2 separate regions of the Arabidopsis thaliana genome follow, and region 2 is linked to region 1. The links are chromatin contacts, called in public capture Hi-C maps. All regions are on one chromosome and are shown on one strand. The core of a region is the stretch at or near the end of the contact, and the rest is flanking DNA. Distances in the headings are between cores, read along the strand shown.

Region 1 (5,625 bases), core at 1,887-4,386:
ATCACGGGTTTTCGTTTTTGGCGGGAAAATCACGGGTTTTCGTTTTTGGCGGGAAAATCATGGGTTTTCGTTTTTGGCGGGAAAATCATGGGTTTTCGTTTTTTGCGGGAAATCACGGGTTTACGTTTTTTGCGGAAAAATCACGGATTTACGTTTTTGGCGGGAAAATCGCGGGTTTATGTTTTTTTGTGGAAAAATTACGAGTTTACTTTTTCTCAATTCATCGCTTGTATATTTAAGAAATTTGGAAAAATATTGATTTTATTAGATTGGTTTAGATGTGTTGGTTAAACTTAAATTGGCATTGATTTAGAGATTTTAGTTGGTTTAATTCAATTTTACAAAACTTGATGGGTTAATTGGGTAAACCATTGAAACCATTAACCATTACAACCCAACTCATTTTACATTAAAGATAACATTTATTTTAAACATAAATAATCGTAAATAAGTTTTAAACAATGTAATTAAAAAACATACAAAATAGAATGAATCATTTTGTCGAGTGTTAGAGAAATAAATAAAAACGATAATTAGAAAAAGCACCAAAATTATTTATCAAATTAATTTGACCAATATAAATTGTTATAACTAACAAATTATGGATAAATAAAACCAAACATTGTGCAAGTGTTGGCCTAGTATGACTCCGATTGGTTACATTGCATGATAGGATAATGGTATAAGTTGCAGAATAAAAATTTGTAGAATGAAAATTTGTAAAATGGAAAACCGTATAATGAAATTATGTTTAAAATATGTTGATTGAATACATTTTGCATAATGGCAAAATAAAATATTATATACTTAATAAACAAAATAATGTTTAATATATTTTAAGTAATATTTGATAAAAAAAAAAATAAGAAAATTAAAATTTATTTTAAAGTTGTGAATTTTTTTATATATTATTAATTATATAATTTTGTGTAAACAATTATATTTTTTTTCTTTTACAATTAATAATATTTAGTATGCTTATAAGAATAACAATTTATTATGCACATAAGCAACTATATACCCACTTTCTTTCATAATGAATTTTTACTTGTAATTTTAGGGTGCAAATTCTGCGTTTTTGCGTTTGTTAATGTAATTATGCAGATTTTTTCTTGATTGACAAACTTCTTGCATAATCGCATTAGAAAACACCGTTATGTCATTATGCGTGTTACCAATCAAAAAACACCTTAAGTAATAGTATCATAAGTGTTCGTAATACTGTAAGAATATGTGAGATTTTCTAGTTTAAGATTGGAAATATCTAAGTGTTGGGTGAAAATCACAAGAGGAATTATTGTATTAGATTGTGATAATAAGTGGAATTATTAATTTGCATTTGACATGATATATGGATATAAATTGTAAGACGACAGATTTTTTAAAAAGTTATTCTAATCAAACAAGTCACCTTCAATAACAATTGATTAGAACATACCGCGTCATATAGTAAAAAACCTTTAAATCATATGTTAACATTCTCTTCTTCTATAAAGTAACATCAAATAGTTACTACAATGAGATATACAACAATCAAGTATGGTATTTAGGGTTTAACGTAAGATTTGAGAGATATGATTTATGCAATGACATCCAAATTTGATAGATATTGAGAAGATATAGAAAAAGCCAATAAAATATTGATAGTGGCTAAAATATTTGATCATTTTCATATAATGATATTTGCATTGTTTAGCTTTAAACTTATACGTGGATAAGGTAATCTAAAGTGTGAGAAATAATAATTTGCTGATAAATATTTTGTAGAGATAATTTGAGTATAGTGTTTGATAGACCAGTTTAAGTCTACAATCTTCTTTCTGTAAATGAGTTGGAAACATATCAAAAAGACGAGTCAGATATACTCAACCATGTTTTAAGGTAGTAAAAATAAATAGATCAAAATATTCAACCATGTTTCCAATGGCAGGAGAAGTTCTTGCAATACCAATATCTTTGGCTATATATGAGTCTGTTTTTTTAACCATTAGTGATTGTAATTTAAATCAATATAAAAGCTATTTGGTTTGTGGTGTTGTTAAACCGGGTGAAGCACTCTCTCAACTCTTTATACATATTTTTTCTTTTTGTTGACTAATAAATTTAACATTTTAACACACAAAAAAATGCTTTTGACTTAAAATTGGTTACATGCATTATTAGGTTCAGAAAAAATGAGGTATTTAAGATTTATATTCAGCAATGGTTCATATATATGCTCTCATGTCTGATTTTTTCTTTTAAATATATTTATGTTAGAAAATGATCTGCAACACATCAGACTAAAAAACTGAATTATTTTTTTTATATATTTTCTAATATTAATAGAAAACGGTTTATTAAACAAATGAATATGCAAATACTCTAAACCGTGAGAATTCCTTGTGGAGTTTCATTTGTATATAATATTTATTTTCTTTGCTTTATAACTTTAAAATACCATCATGATTATTATAGTTCAGCTTCTATGTAATGAAACCATGTAGACAATAAAATAAAGAAAATAAGAAGCAGTTTTTATTATCTAAAAAGCGTAGACAAAAATAATTAAGAAAACTTGAACAAAAGAAAAAAGATAGAAAGTTGAGACGAAAAAGAATATATAAGGGGAATGGGAAAAAAAAATCATCTAAGCAAGGGATGAAGATCAAACTCGAGTTGTTTAATCTCATACATAAATCCGCTTTCAAATTAATTTTATGTTGTCGTTCCATAATTATATTTTTTCTTAAAAATAGTCTTGTTTTCCATTCTCTCTCTCAAACCAAATTTACACATTTAAATAAACTTTAAACAGAAAAACCACTATTAATGTAGTAATATATTAAATATTGATATATTTCTATATCAAATTTAAAACTAAAACCAAAAAAAGAAAGAAAAATTTCTATATCAAATTTAGAACTAAAAACAAATAAAAATAGTGTCATTTCCATTATGTTCTTTTAAACCAAACTTTACATTCTAAGAAAAAACACTATTGATGTGTATATTAAACTTTTGATATCTTTCTAAATCAAACTTTTCTTAAGGTATTTAAAAGTGATAGTATTCTGAATGGAAAAATAACAATTTAACACTAAAACCAATAAAATAAAGAGAAAAATGTTTGTGGCTAACAAAAAAAAAAAATCCAGATTGTGATTACAAAAAAAAAACATTTCTAGGGCATGTCATTGACTTCCTTTGAAGAAGAAGAAGAAGAGAGAGAGAGACTGAAAAAGAAAAAGTAAGAAAGGGAATGAAATAAATCCGATCGAATACAATTTTGACGTCCGCAAGGACACTATTCTCTCTCTTCTCATCTTCTTCTTTCTCTCTTCTCTCTCTCTCTCTACAGCGAAGAACAGGACACAAATTACTCTGTGAAGCTTAAAAAGGTATAATTTTTAATAAAACCCAGAAACTACAATTTCTAGGCGGCAGAGAAAATTTGTTTCTACTTCTTTTTGTTTCTCTTTGTCTTCTCGTCTCTTTATCCCCAAACCCATCAATAAAAAACCCTAAAAGACTTCAAATTTCTTCAAGATTTTGTTCATCGGAAGTTTTCAGATTTTTAGTTGTGTAAAGTCTCTTCCTTTTTGTTCGATTCTCTTTGTTTTGAGTCTTATCAGAGACTTATTCTTCAATTCCACCTCTGGGTAAGTTTCTATAGATTCTCACTAGTAATCTCTGTTTTTTTTCTCAATTAGGGTTTGATCAAAGTTTCGTTTTTTTCTTTCTGGGTTTGTTCTTAACATTATGCTTTTGTTTTGTTAAGGTGGTGAGAGTTGGAAATGGAGTAGATTTGCTTAATTTAGATCTGTAAGTAATCAACAGACAGTGTTGTTTGGTTCTAGAATGTTCGATACGGAATCTCATCACTCAGATTCATCTCTTTCCGTGGTGTTTACGACTCTGAAGCTTATCATTGCTCAGAAAGAATACGTCTTTGCTCCTACACAGAGCTGAGTTTTATAAAGTCGTCAGTTTTGTTTCTTGCTTTCTTTGTTGATTGTGGAGTTGTGAATTAGTAAGAGTATGGTACCATCAGAGCCGCCTAATCCTGTTGGGGGTGGTGAAAATGTTCCGCCTTCGATATTAGGAGGACAAGGAGGAGCTCCTCTTCCTTCTCAACCAGCATTTCCTTCACTTGTCTCTCCGCGTACTCAGTTTGGTAACAATATGAGTATGAGTATGCTTGGGAATGCTCCAAATATATCTTCTCTTCTCAATAATCAGTCTTTTGTAAATGGTATCCCTGGTTCTATGATTTCTATGGATACAAGTGGTGCTGAGTCTGACCCGATGTCTAACGTCGGGTTTAGTGGTTTGTCGTCTTTTAATGCGTCGAGTATGGTGTCTCCGCGCTCATCAGGTCAAGTTCAGGGTCAGCAGTTTTCGAATGTTTCGGCTAACCAGTTGTTGGCTGAGCAACAACGGAATAAGAAAATGGAGACGCAGAGTTTTCAACATGGTCAGCAGCAGTCAATGCAGCAGCAGTTTTCGACAGTGCGTGGTGGTGGATTAGCAGGTGTGGGACCTGTTAAGATGGAGCCTGGTCAGGTTTCGAATGATCAGCAGCATGGTCAAGTACAACAGCAGCAACAGAAAATGTTGAGAAACCTAGGGTCAGTTAAGTTGGAACCGCAGCAAATTCAGGCCATGAGAAATTTGGCCCAAGTGAAAATGGAACCTCAACATTCTGAGCAGTCATTGTTTCTCCAACAACAGCAGAGGCAACAACAGCAACAACAACAACAACAATTTCTTCAAATGCCGGGGCAATCTCCGCAGGCTCAAATGAACATATTTCAGCAGCAGAGACTTATGCAACTTCAACAACAGCAACTCTTGAAATCTATGCCTCAACAGCGTCCTCAATTACCACAGCAGTTCCAACAGCAGAATTTACCTCTAAGGCCACCTCTGAAACCAGTGTATGAACCTGGCATGGGTGCTCAGCGTCTTACACAGTATATGTACAGACAACAACATAGGCCTGAAGTAAAGCTTCTTACCATAAATTTAACTTCTTTCAGCCTATGGCTTTTCTTCATAATTGACATTTGTGCTTGCTATTAAATGCAGGACAATAATATCGAGTTCTGGAGAAAATTTGTAGCTGAGTACTTTGCTCCTAATGCCAAAAAGAGATGGTGCGTCTCTATGTATGGCAGTGGCAGGCAAACAACAGGCGTTTTCCCTCAGGTTGGTTTACTGCTCAATGAACTTATCTTGTTTGTAATACAATTGTAAAGGAGCTTGTCTTTTGCACCTGAGCCAGTTATTCTGGATAAATTACGTACTTGTTTCATGTTATACCTCTTTACATGAGTATTTTTATTCCACAAACATTGCAGGATGTGTGGCACTGTGAGATATGTAACCGAAAGCCTGGACGTGGTTTTGGTATGTTATTTAGATGATCAGTGCAGACAATTTCCTGTACATCTTATCAAATATTCCTTCCTTACTGCTTTGTCTCTTTCATTGTTTAGAGGCAACCGCCGAAGTCCTTCCGCGGCTGTTTAAGATTAAGTATGAGAGTGGGACGTTAGAAGAACTGTTATATGTAGATATGCCAAGGGAGTCCCAGAATTCATCTGGCCAAATTGTCCTGGAGTATGCAAAAGCAACACAAGA
Region 2 (5,625 bases), core at 1,186-3,685, 220 kb after region 1:
ACCGCGGAAGAAGCTGCAAGAAGGAGATTAGCGGCGCCACGGCTATCTTCCGAAGTGATAACCGCCCGGAAAATTCCACATCCCGCGAGCAAAGGACCACTTCTTGATCCAATCACACCCGTTGGATGGATATGGGACACATGGACCGCGAAGATAGCCTCCACGTCATCCAAAGCTCCGTCTTCGATCATATTCTTTGCACCATTTCCAGCTTCTTCAGCCGGTTGGAATAACAGAACCACTGTTCCCTATAAAAAAATCATACATGCAACAAAAGGGACTAATTTATTTGCTTTGATCTCCGGTCCAACGAAACCATGGGCCTAAAGACCATAACTCCTCTATTACACCAAAAAAATAAAATAAAAATTAAATGATTTCCCTTATCTTCAAAAGCAAATCATTAATTCACATCAGTTGTCATTATAGCACAACAAACAGTGACCCACCAAGAAATAAAGTTTAGAAATCTCATCCACTTTTAAATAAGTTATAAAACAATGTTATGAAAAACAGTGATAGGAGCCAAAGCCTTAGACTTAGATCTTGTAATCGTAGCCGTTGATTAACGTGGGGAAAAAAGGAAATATGTAAGCAAACTTTCTCTTAACCCTAGTCTCTCTTGGAAGTTAAGGTTAATTCTTGGGAGTTTTTTTGTTTATTAAGATGAAGATACCTTATATAGGCCACAATACTTTGTGTAAAAAAGAAAACTCCTAAAACCAATATTAAAAGAAACCCATAAAACCAAAATTAAGCCAAAACACCAAAACTCTTAACTCGTATAAAAAGCATAGAGTTTGATGAAGTACCTTGAGAAGATGTTCACGAGCCTTAAGAATATGGGCAGCACCAAGAAGCATAGTCACATGTGCGTCATGACCACATGCATGCATTTTGCCTGCAACTTTGCTTATATGTTCCCATTCAACTGCTTCCTATTTTGCATTAACACAACTAATATTATTATGTCAATATAGTAAATAAAAATAATCCTAACAAATCTCTATGCCTTATCTGTATAAACCATATCACCTCAACCACACAATCTATCATTATCATCATATCTGGTATATCATGTGACACAGCTAGCCTCTCTGTCAGTGAGTAACTACCAATATAAGTACAAAATCTTTCCAAAAATAGAACATTTCACATGGTCACATGGAACAAAGAATATAATGAAACTAGTTTAAGCATTGTTATGTGCCAATATAATTGGTAACACAAAATATTGTACATTTAACGTATAAACAATTTGCATTATTTCTGAATCATTTTGACTTTTCTTTCATAAAACTATACTTCAAAACTAAAAAGTCTTAACAAGAAAAACATAAACAAAAGTCTTACTGTTTCATACAGTACAAACAGGGGCGGTTCTCAGAGTGTGCTCACACGTGAAAACCATGTGTTTTTGAATAATATTTTTTATGTCACATGGACCTAGTCCCACATTTTGTAACGTATAATATAGTCGGCCCAATTAGACTACGAGCTACATTTTGTAAACGTAGGTTTTTAAGCTATGTATGCAAAAGGAAAAAGTAAATACATCAAAACATATAATTTAGAAAAAATAAACTTTTCTTTGTTGTGATTACCTGAATAGGTAGTGCGTCCATATCAGCCCGAACCGCAACAAAAGGCGGTCCACCGGATCCGATCCAAGCCCGAATACCCGTTTTCGCTAACGGATATCTATACATGATACCCATACGGTCCAGCTCCGACCTAATAAGCCTACTAGTCTCATACTCCTCAAACGCTAGCTCCGGGTTCTCATGGATCGTCCTCCTAACGCGTTTAAGCCACGCAACGTTATCCGGCTGATAAGTCAGCCTAAGAATCTCATCAGAACATGCTTTGGTCCAAACCCGACACTCATCTGACCCGACATGAGCCGGTAGACCCAAGGATTGGTTCTTGATCGGTGTCGGCCGTAGTAACATCCCAAAAGGGTTGTTGTTGGGATATTTCACTTCAAAGAAAGGTAAGTTGGTGGCTATGGTAAGAGAGACAAAGATTATGGTTAGAGAGACAGAGAGAAGATTAAGTTTCCGGAGATTGTCCATAACTTTGTGTTCTTGTCTGTGAGAGAGAGAGAGGGAGATAAAGTTTGTTTTGGTTATAAAAGGATGCTGAGTGAAGAGAGAGGATATTTGGGCATGTGGGTATAAAGGAGGTAAAGATAGAGAGATATGAGAGAGTAATTTAGGCACGTGGGTTAATTAGATGTCGAATCGTAACGGCTGGAGAGACCCACCACTTTCTACGGAGAATTGTTCAGACTTGTTTACTCTTGACACGCCTCTTTAGATTTTATTTCATCCACTCTTTTTTCTTTCTCTCTGCCGGTGATTTTTGTTATTGAGAATCTATAAAAAAAATCGGATATTTTTGTGTTATTTAAAACGTTTATGGATGGGATGGCCAAACTATGAGATGTAAAATTTGTTTGAGACATGTAAACCACATAAAGATTCCACATAAACATTCGACTACAATTTAGTTAGAGGCTTTTGAAAAAAAACCATTATCTACAAATGAACCCAAAAAAAAAAAAAAAAAAAAAAATTGAGCCAGGCTAATGCAAATTGAATTGAATTTCCGCATTCGAATCAAATTTTATTTTCTAATTTATTAGTTAAGAAACAATTTTTGAATATATAAATATCAGTTACATTTGAATTTAAATTAATCAATAGTAATTATTTTAATTATGATTTTAACTATCCAAATCTGAACCAAATTCAAACAAAAATTTGGCAAACTGAATCAAAGCAATTAAAACAAACTTTGTTCTATTTGGCACCTAATTTTCTCGAACCGAACGTAATCATCAAACTCACACCTCTACTTTCAAATCTATTTTTTTTATATAATATTAAAATGTTGGGTTTTTTTTTTTGCTTTGTTCAAGTGTTTCTATAGCAAAATTTTTTTTTTATGTATATATATATATATAGAATTTTGTTTTTTTCTTGGTTTATTTCAAATATAATATTGTTTGTTAAAGATGGAAAGGTTATATTCTTGAAACTTTAAAAAGACAATTTGAGAAGTTGTAACACTTTTGTCTGTATTCCAAAGGAATAGTTTGACTCTAGAAAATACTATTGTGAGTTTTCGTTGGGGACCAAAACGAAATTTATTATATAAATTAAATAACTATATTATAATAGAATTTCATCTATATCCTTCTTTTTTTTGTCGCACACTTGATTTGATAATAAGATATATAATATATTCGTAGGGATCTCAAATGCCATGTATCACCCATTGCCGGTAACTATACTCTTTGATAGAATGTCAAAGAAGCTCTAAAATGGAAAGCTTAACCTACAATCTACAAATGACTATTATTAATCATGTAAAAAATTACAACGGCGAAAACTGATTAAACCAGAAAATATATATAATCCGATTATAAATGGCCGAATATTTATAATATATTTTAATAGAGTTTTATGAAAAAACAGTCTTCTATTTTTGCAGTTTTATCCTTAACATCTAAAAAATATCAAATAATTCTATAAAATCTAAAATAATACGTAATATAATCTATTTTTACAATTTTACATATATTGTAAACGTTTTTACAATCACATATATTTATTTTTGAAAATTTTAAAATATTATTGTACTCTTTATCTCGAGAGCTTCGATTTGATATATTATTTATCAAAATTTTAAAATTTGATAATAATAAAAATGACTATCTTTATTGCATATTATTTTAGAATTTATAGAATTATTTTATATTTTTTAGACGTAAAAAGTAAAATTACAAAAATAGATGATTTTGAGAGTTGTTTGCACATAAAACTCATTTTAATACTATATATTCATATTTTATATGAAATATGTAAACTAGTAATTTTTTCGTTTTAAAAATAATTTAGAGAAGAAAAAAACTATAATGAGTTAACGAAAACTAAAAACAAATTACAGGGTAGAGACAAACTGTTTATACGGATAAAGACCATCGTACATATTTTTAAATAAATTAAGATCAATGTAGACTTTCGTAACATATATCAAACTTTGATTATTTTTTCACAAACAATAGAAATTTTGAAAAAGGTTTGGGGATGGTCGGTTTATGAAAATAAATAGAAAAGCGAATAGTCTCTATTTACTTCGAGAAACTGATTTTGGTAGCTACAGCCATAGTCAACGGTCGAAAGTTCACAACTTATACAAATTGCTGAATTTAGTCCAAAATTTTGCCAAGACGTTGGGCGGTAAAATAGCTGGAGCAAATAAAAGAATCTTGTTGCTTTTAGGGTACTTTACTATTTTGTTGAGTCATTTTGTAAACATCGATGTCTTTAACTAGTTTTCCTTTTTGGCGATTTTGCTTTAGATTATGTTTCATATATCATAGCCACCATTGCGAAATAAGTCTTACTCATACTTATCTTTCTTCATTTTTTCATTTTGTTAGTAACTATTCCAAGAGTTACATTAAAGAAATAAAAGTTATTTTCACGGTCAACACTTATTTCATTTTTTCTTTCATCAATTGGCAAAGTGAACTGATTCAATCACGTCTTAGCCATTTGGGCTGAATTTGACCAAAATACCCTTCAACACAACTGCAACTATGACTATTCATGTTCGGTTAATTTGTTTTACTAGTTATAGTATTATTTTTAAAATTTATAATAAAATCAAAACTATTTATTGCAGAATAAATGTCTCAAACTGAAACCCAGATTTGTGTTCTTTGGTAATGAAAACGAAAAAAATGAAAGTGAATTCCGGTGAGAAAGCAAATGTTCTTCCGAAAGAATTGACTTAATGAATGGATAATTAAACAAAACTCAAACTCTTTAGCTTTTTGAACTTATAATATGTTAAATGTACAATATTTAGATGTATTAAACATCCAAAACGTAAATCTAAAAAAATTAAGATTTATGAGATAATGTTAACAAGCGGCTGCAAAATTAGGGTTACAGAGGTTGAAGACGATTGCAAAATTACAATTATACCCTTTATTAAATTTCTTATGTGTACGTATTTATAATTTACAGTGTACGTACATGTAGACATGTAAATATGTTAGATTATGTTTTATTAAAAATGGCATATAAAATTATTTATTAAGTTTGTACATTAGAAATCTTTGGTTATTTTGTTTCTATGAGATATTTTTAGGGGTTTTCCCCATAAAATCTATGGATGTATAATAACTAAATAAAATATATGATCAATGTATAGTTGTTCCTTATACTTTAAAAATGTTATGTATGTATATGTATAACAATGTACATATCACTTTGTTGATGAGTTAAAATTATTGAGAAATATTTATTGATATAATAATAAACCAATATTGGCGATGGTGGGAGTATATTCTACGATAGTCCTAGTGGAGATGAAGACATTGTTATTTGCAAAAAAAAAATAAGTGTTTCTAAACATACTCACAACTTACAATGTCTCTCATGTCATACTCATTTATACTTCTATTTCATCAACTCGGACATTGACTACATCATCGAATTCTTTTAATAATGATGTCTTCCCTTTTGGTTATGACTCACAAATGGTTGAATCTCATAATTTCTCCAAAATTATCGATAATTTTTCAATCTCGTACACATTCATTAGTAT

What was found. Capture Hi-C pulls out chosen DNA fragments and counts their contacts.
Region 2: a contact with region 1 is called in a capture Hi-C map of seedling, with 2.0 times the contacts expected there. A contact is called at or near these places in 1 of 26 Hi-C or Micro-C datasets (root) and 1 of 3 other capture datasets (seedling).

Annotation. Positions count from the first base shown.
Region 1 is chr1:16,613,852-16,619,476 of TAIR10.1, forward strand. It overlaps SEU (SEUSS transcriptional co-regulator), which reads left to right and starts at 3,137. Exons shown (of 10, transcript NM_103511.4): 1 at 3,137-3,641; 2 at 3,761-4,986; 3 at 5,071-5,190; 4 at 5,343-5,391; 5 at 5,481-5,625. The coding sequence starts at 4,021. It also overlaps the pseudogene AT1G43845.
Region 2 is chr1:16,836,127-16,841,751 of TAIR10.1, forward strand. ILL6 (IAA-amino acid hydrolase ILR1-like 6) reads right to left here and starts at 2,436. Exons shown (of 5, transcript NM_103546.4): 1 at 1,605-2,436; 2 at 813-938; 3 at 1-248. The coding sequence starts at 2,075.